Linked DNA regions of Drosophila melanogaster: regions 1 and 2 are each linked to region 3. Evidence: chromatin contacts called from public Hi-C data. All regions are on one chromosome and are shown on one strand. The core of a region is the stretch at or near the end of the contact, and the rest is flanking DNA. Distances in the headings are between cores, read along the strand shown. Region 1 holds the start of CG42671. Region 2 overlaps Mob2 (Mob2,). Region 3 holds the start of lncRNA:CR45251 (long non-coding RNA:CR45251).

Region 1 (2,700 bases), core at 174-2,673, 140 kb before region 3:
GCCCATCGGGCCGTACACAAACTGTCCAGCCTTTTGGACCTGCGTCAGCAGTGCGGCTACATAACATTCCTGAACACTGGAGTGCCGGATCTCGGTTGCGAGGACTACGAACTGCAGGTGCGACTGAAGCCGGCGCAGCGTCAAAAACGAACTTCAATTGCGGCGCCCAGCAAACCCAACCATGTGCCAACGAACGAGGTGACAAGCTTTCAATTGAAAAGCCCAGATGAAAACCACTTTGCGGCCACGCCGGAACATGGTCCTGCGAATGAGTTCACTGCTCCGGATTGCAGCCAAGTGCTGGCCAGTGAACTGGCCAAATGCAGCAGTCGTGCGGATCTAGTGTCGCAGAGTTCGGTGGAGATCGAGGAGATTTCGCCGTCGGTGGTGCAGGAGGAGGACGCCACTGAGGAGTGGACCCTGCTGGACGTCAATTTTGGCGTACCACTATTCGATGTCGATACCAATACGAGAATTTGCGAGCAACTTGTCCAGGGACTCTGTAGCGATGCTAATTTGGAAGCATTGCCTGCGGCAGCCAGCCAGGCACAAGTTCTCTTTCTGGATTTCGTGCAGCAGTGCTTGTACTTCGAGGACGATCCGGCCAGGCAGTCGGTGCAGGCAGCACGGCCACTTCCCCATCCCAGAATCAACCTGGCATTCGAGAATGGACACGTGTGCCATTGGAATGGTCGTTGAGCAGCGTACTCCTCCAATGCATTCCCCAAGTATTCCGTTTACTTTCCCAGTTACTTATCAGTTTGTGTACAGTTGGCGGACCGATTTAATGGCAAACAGAATTATATTTATATATACGTATATATATCCGCTACCGCATTCACATAAGCTAACCAACCATCAGCCAAGTAAGTCAGCATCGCAGTCTGAAAGTTTGCGTTCGTTTTTTATTAGTTTTGTAAGCTCCCAGGGGAGACAGAAAGATAAAGATTGGCTTTGTGCCCTCCAACCATATACACATATTAATGTATGTCTGAATAAATGCAATTTTAACACTTATTTCTACTATTGCTTGTTAATATCAGTAGAGATCTTATCTATTGATCTTATCTATTGATTATCTATTAATTAAAAAATTATCAAAAGAAGGGCACGGTCATGATAAACTTTGATATATTTTACTGATAACTTATTTATTCTTTGATAATTGAATATGTAAATAATTATTTGGGTTGTTGATTATTTAAATAATTTTTAGAAAATAAATTGGGATAGATAATTATATTCTATTATCAACAATTTTATGGTTAGGTAATTTTTTTTTAATTTCCGGTTTATTATGCTTATTGAGTAAATATGATAAATGTTTACAAATATAAATTTTAAAACTCGAAATGCCGTTAAATGTTGCCAGCCCTAGCTTAACATTGATAGTTTTTATTCTGTTTCTAAGGCACGGTCACACTCAGTCTGATTGGCACAACAAACGAAAAAGTTTGCAATTCCAGGGCGCTTTTTTTTGCTTCATCCAGCAAGTAAATAATACACTTTAAAACCAAATTCTTGTGTGAATCCAAAAAGCAGCTCGTAGAGCAGAGAATAATGCAATAGAATTAGTGAAATGTGAAAAATATGCTAGGAAATGCAAAAGCGAAACAAGTGCACAAATTCAGGGAAGAGAATACAAAAAAAAAAAAAATTGGTGGAGTAAATGCCAATACAAAAAGTGAGAGACACGCGCATTCTTGCTCTCTCTCTGTCTCTCTCTCTTGTTATCATTTTGCGCGGCAATTGTTATTGTTTCGACCATTTGACAATTTTACTGCCTAAATACTTAATTTTAATGCGAATTTTAGTCTATTAATGTGAATTTCTTATGGAATTTGTATGAATACACCTGTTCGCGCGAAAAGCGAGAGTGATCGCAAGTGTTCAAATTAAAAATAGCGTCAGCGTCGCCCATTGAAGGCCACCTGTCGAGTGCACTGCCTGCGGATATTTGTGGCCAGTGAAGCGTGAATCTGCAGAAAGCGCTTCATTCGGCGAATTATGCCATTGTGTTTTGTGTTCTGCTCTGTGTTATTCAACGGGTTAATTAGCTTCTGGCCAGGCCAAAACAATCAATGCGGAGAGCAGACAGTCGAAGAGAGAGAGCGAGCGAAAAATAACTAAGGGGAGGGCTGCCACCTTTTCTTTTCATTGTCTTCGGTTCATTAATACCCCAAAAATATCTCGTGCGTTGTGTTAACCTTAGACAGACAGCTGTATTTATTTTTAAGTAGACAATTATTTTATTTGTTGCTTGGAGGAAAAGTTTGGTTAATAAAGCTAACGCGACAACCCTGAATTGCTCTGGCAACTCCCAGCTGTTTGCTTACTCTCCATGGAGGCAAACACTTTGTTACAGTGCTGCAAACTAAGCTATTTCCAAGCCAAATCTGGCAACTCATAAAAGAAGCTTTTTGCAAATTTTAAAATTATTATTGTAATAACTTTAGAAAAGTAGCATTGGTCAGCGGAAGAAATTAAAATAAAACTATATGCTAGTTTTGTGTTTAAAAAGTATGTTTATTTTTATTTTGCCAGCAAAGGATTTATTAAAAAGTTAAACCTTAGCTATTTATTCGCTAAAAGTGTTGCCAACGGTGGTCAACACTGCCCTCTCTCTCTCTCTCTCTCTCTCTCTCTCTCTCTCACGCCCGTAACGTCACTGTTGGTTTTGGCCAGGCTAACAACGCACAC
Region 2 (2,700 bases), core at 11-2,510, 180 kb after region 3:
ATTTATCAGTCGACCGGAGAGACGGTGGCAAATGCGTCTCTTTAGGCATTTAAACAAATAAACTTAGTTCTGATTATAATTATGCCACCCACCCAACGCCGCCCGTTGTGCCCGCACGATATCGGCGAAGCGTGCTGATAAAACTCGAAATCCAAACACATATGTAGGTACGTACGTACATATATAATATGTATGTACACATTCATTGAAGTATATAGTCATCGTGTGTACATTTGAATATCAGACAAATGTGCGCTTTTGTTCCCCATTATTTGCTGGGAGGCGGCGAGGCGTGGCGCACAGGTAACCACCAGACAAGCGACTTTCCCGTTCAGTTATTTTTTTTTTTTTTTTCATTCAGATAATGCAAATCCACCCGCCCGCATTTAAGTGGCAGTTGGAGTGGCATACGGTGGGATTGGGGCATTAGCATTAGCATTAGCGGTGGCACTCTAACTAATAGTTATTCCATCAAGTGCCAAATAATGCCAAGGACCTCCACATCGCACATCGATCTGTGTGACGCCGCCACCAACACCACCTTCGCTCTTGTCGCACAAAATTTGCGTGTCAGGTCAGAGGCGACGAAAGGTCGACGTGAATGGATTGTGCGCTCCGGTTCCAATTTAAATGGCCGGATGCAGTCTGGCACACTAGATGGCACACTAAGATTGGGCGGAACTCAAGGCGCGTCGTACCCTGTAATCAAGGACACAGAGCACTGGTTTCGAGTGCAAATCAAATCCTTGACTCACGCCAACTCATTTGCAAACTAAATGGACTTTCTTTGGATAATATTGGAAAATAGTTCTTTAAATTTGTTACATTTGTTGATTACATTTTATAACATTTTTAGAAGTTGTTGAAATGAAGAAGAAGTAGAAGTATTTTGATAAAGAAAGTGGGAATTTCTAGGACTCTATATATATATATATAAAAGAACTAACTTAAACGTGAAGATTTGTACATTTGTACATCCGTGTATTATAAAATCCAGTTTAATCCTACTTTATTCGATTTGTAAACTTTCCCTTTCCAGTTCTCAACCTGAGTTTAGGTACCTTCGTCCGTCAGTCGCCTTGACACATTTTTTTCAAGATGGTGAACTGTAAAACACGTTCTCACTTGGAAAAGCTCTTAGTCGATTACCGATTCGTGCGACAACTTTATTGCACCTCCGATCGAATGGGAACTACTGGCAAACAAACCATTAACCCACACACTCAATTTACACACTGGGGCCAATCGAAGTGACGTGTTGTGTGGCGCGATAAGTCGACTTCTTTCGGTTTCTTGCAATTTCACAAGAAGTTCCTCGGAAACGTCACATACAAGTCGTATTAAATGTGTGTTTTATGGGGTTTCCCGTATAATATCTTCTATTTTTCTTTTATCACATAAACACCTCGCTTCTATATCGCAGAATAGGCCGCAAATATATTCGCACGTTTGGATTTTATATCGCATTTCGTGTGCCATCGCTACGAGTCGAGCGAAAACCTAAAACTAAAAGCCACAAAAAATCGAAATGGATGGATGGTATGGCCAAAATGGGTGCATAAAAAATTGGTGATAAATAAAATTGAAATTCCAACTCATCATTTTCGTATTGGCACGAAAGAGTGCCCAAAATGTGGGTGGGTTTAGCTGTGGCTTTGACCTTGTGTCGTAGATAAAGCGAATATAGTTTGAAACATTCAGAACTGGCCAAAAAAAACAATTAGCCAAAGGAGAAGAGAAGGCGACCAGAGCCAAGGGAATTCAATACATGGTCGAGAACCTGACCTAATGTTATATTTCTTATTGTTTCGATTCGAAGCATATGGCCCCAAAACACACCCAACACCCCAGGGAGGTGGCAAAGCGAAGGGACTAGGAATTGGGCCATATGAGAACCACCTCCCAACCCCTCCCCCATTAGAGTGGCCCTGAACACACATGTCCATTTAGCCCCCACCAACTCCATCATTTTAGATAAGCTCACGGGCTTTCCCGACATCGCTCTCGTGTGCCATTTACCCCGAAAAATATTGCGATAGGCCTCGCTCGCCATATGCTACGCACAAAACCAATCATCGTGATATTGATCTATCAATTAAAAGCCTTTTGCTGTTGCCCCATCGCACCCCAGATACTAATTGTAAATAGGTAGGTGAAGTGAGGTGCTGCTTTTTATACACATACATATGCATAATGCATATCATAGTTAAAAATCGCTAGTCACTCGAAAATTGTACACAAAAAAGCAGTCGAGTTTTAGTTGGTTATCTCTGCATTTACTTAGCTAAGCATACATTTTTAGTTAGCTTAGCAAAAGCGTGAGTTTGATTTACAATCATTTTTAGTAGGAGCAGTTTTAAATTTTAAATAAATAAGATGAAATGATTATTTCAAAAGCAAATACATATATGCATGAGTATTTCCCTTTGATAAACTAGTAAATTAAATGTAAACATTAAAGTATTTCAGCATGACAGGATTTTTGCAAAATTTCTATCCGTATGACACACATATGGTAGGCATAACAAATTCTGTTTATTCTAACATTTCTATAACGAAATACATAGCTCTTTATGCTGATTATAATGATGATGAAATCGAGCAAATGGCTCGTTGTACTAACTGGGCTGATTATTGCAGAAGAACAGCGAACGAAATGGAATTGAAAATGGAGCTATAGCTCATCGGGAGATGTAGTTG
Region 3 (2,700 bases), core at 165-2,664:
GCCTTGGCACTATGCTAGTCTAGGCACGTGCCCCAATCTTGGCCTTGTCTTCATCAAAAAACACCTCTATGCGGACTCTCCATTTGCGGATCGAGTCGGGCGCCAAACTGTATGGCCTCCGCAGCTCAGCGAGCCACATTCAAATTCAAAAAAATATATATACATACATATATAGATGAAAAGATATAGTAATATATCTAATTAGAAGCAAACACAAAATGCAAATGAAGCAAATCACACATATTTATCATATTAAGTGTGCTTTACTATATGCCTAATGATGTTCAATTACCTCTATGAGGGTCGTAGGCACAGAAAAAAAAAATGGTTTGTTTTAGGTTTCCATACGGTTATATATAACATAAACATATAAATCTTCCTTATTGCAAAAAAATCTCTATTTTCGAAATCATTCTCTGTCATAATCATAAATTCATTCAATCCAGGAAGAAAATCAGCTGTCGCAGCTGGGAAAATGTCGAAGCAATTTCGAAAGCGATTTCAAAATCGTCGCACAAATCGATCCAATGAATTTCAAATTCAAGTGGCATCAGCTCGCTTTGTTTACAAACAAAAGAGGTGACCGATAGGGAAACTCGGGGACTCGAGAGGTTCGGTTCGTGGGGCCAACGTAGATCCATCCGTCGATTGGGGCATATGACAGCCCAAAGTGCTCCGTGCATATTAGATAAAATTATAAACAAAACACGAAAAGGCAACGCTGGAAATTTGTCACGCCCCACCGTTCGCGGGTGCTGAGCCCCTAAAAGGGGAGGGGGGTGGGTGTGGTGATAGATCGCGCTTTTTGTTGTCTTGCCAAAGCTGGGGGTCGACCTATTCAATATGCCGACACACGCGCCAAACACCTCCTACGCAGGGCCCACAATCGCCATCGAATGCGGCGTAGTAGAAGAGAGACCCGCAATCAGTCAGATTTGCCAGCGTGACACGAACGAACTTGTAGAAATTTAAATGAAAAAAAAAAAAATATATTAACAACAATTTATTAGCCACTAGCACGGGCTGAGTAGAATAATTGAGTCGTTGTGGCATTGAAAAATAATATATGTATATAAATATATTTATTGAGAAGCTGTTATCCATTACATACAATCCAGCAACCACCTTAATTACCTCACAAAAATTAATAATTGAATTTTAAATTTTGTAATGATTTTAATCCGTAGATATGTATGGCTTAGTGTCATAGCAGCATAGTTTTATTGGCTCAGCGTGGCTTTATTTTTTAGAGTCCCCAGCCCACTCGATGAGTGGCGTCCATTGTTTTCGAACCGCTTTGTTGTTGACGAAACGAAACGAAACGAGACGAGACGCAACAATCTGTTGAAGTTTGCCAAATGGATGACAGACGAGCGGACGGGCCAGAGCCCCAAACCGATCCCATGCGATGCGATGCGATACGATCCGATCCAGATTCGAGATTCAGATCCAGATCCAAAGCGAGAGACCCATGTGGCGACCACTCGATCGTCGCATGATATGTATGTGTCTCTATGAAATAAAAATGGGGCGAGATGAAGTGGTATGGAATGGAGGGTGAGGAGAGGGGCGCACTAATAGTGGCGATTGTTTAGGATATCAAAGGGAATCTCAGCTGTTGAGTGATAAAGAAAATATTTGTTTATTTGAACAAATAAACAATAGCGCACTTGCTGTGTTACACACCCATTATACATACATATACATATGTTAAAAACATTACATGTCAATTATATTTCATATTTTATTGCACCACATTGTTTTGTCCCTGCTTTTCAAAATAAAATAAAAAATCTATTTAAGTTTTGTTGTGGTTTATCTACCTGACTATTTAAAAATAGTGCTCTACATATATACCCTTCTATACCCCTTAGTTTTATGTCAACTGCACGAGTGCGATCCTCATTTGGCGCATTTGCTATTCGACTTTGCCTCTGCACATTACTTTTAATCACTCATCATATTGTTGCTATTGTTGCCATTGCTATTTATGTATATTTTTGTTGTGTTTGTTGCTCCGCTGGTCGCCAACTAATTTGCATATTAATACCCGCACACACCAGAAGCAGACGACTTATCTAACACGAGCACACAGCTGCGCCTATTTGGGAGTCGGGACTAGGGGCTCCAAGCCGAGTTGGTATACTAATATGCATATATTGTAGTATAGTATACTACTATGCTATGTACATGGTATATGGGCTCCGAGGTCTGGGTCTTTGAAGCTGGGGGCTACACATATCGAAGATAAGGAGCGCTCGCCAGCGATCGTTTGTGTATACTTCTTCCCTTGCAGTCGAAAAATATTTGGGTCAATTTCACTGATTAATAAATATCAGATTATTAATTAAATTAAATCCAAAATTCAAGTGATGGTTAAATTTTCTTAGAATTTTGTATTTGCAGAGTAGATAAAGGTTCATATTGACATTAAAAAAAAAAGATCTTATACTAAAATTTAAATTTATTTAAAAAAATGTTAAATAGTTTCAAGATGTTATTCTAGTATTCAAAATCTATATGTTATTTTTTATTGTCAGCCTTTTTTCAATGTTATTTTCTATTGTGGTGTATAGCAATAAGCTTGAAACGATAATGTTTGTTCATCTGTTTTCTTGAAGGTTTTCAAAAAATATTACAAATTCTTTGCATGTAGACTACTTCAAAGTGTTGCTACTGTTTCCCAGGGCTGCCAAATCA

What was found. A called contact is a pair of places that touch in the nucleus more often than the background predicts.
Region 1: a Hi-C map of the Kc167 cell line shows a contact between it and region 3, with 2.1 times the contacts expected there. A contact is called at or near these places in 4 of 107 Hi-C or Micro-C datasets (the Clone 8 cell line, the Kc167 cell line and the S2 cell line) and 1 of 7 datasets of targeted methods (the Kc167 cell line).
Region 2: a contact with region 3 is called in a Hi-C map of the Kc167 cell line, with 5 times the contacts expected there. A contact is called at or near these places in 3 of 107 Hi-C or Micro-C datasets (the D17-c3 cell line, the Kc167 cell line and embryo) and 2 of 7 datasets of targeted methods (the Kc167 cell line and the S2 cell line).

Annotation. Positions count from the first base shown.
Region 1 is chr3L:11,213,082-11,215,781 of dm6, forward strand. It overlaps CG42671, which reads left to right and starts at 1,424. Exons shown (of 8, transcript NM_001259786.2): 1 at 1,424-1,493. It overlaps CG7600, which reads left to right. Exons shown (of 2, transcript NM_140196.4): 2 at 1-1,016. The coding sequence ends at 699.
Region 2 is chr3L:11,528,566-11,531,265 of dm6, forward strand. All of the region lies in intron 1 of Mob2 (Mob2,), which reads right to left. Among named protein-coding and RNA genes, the nearest start is that of Fuca, 7.2 kb to the left of the region's middle.
Region 3 is chr3L:11,348,329-11,351,028 of dm6, forward strand. It overlaps lncRNA:CR45251 (long non-coding RNA:CR45251), which reads right to left and starts at 1,415. Exons shown (of 1, transcript NR_124887.1): 1 at 1,067-1,415.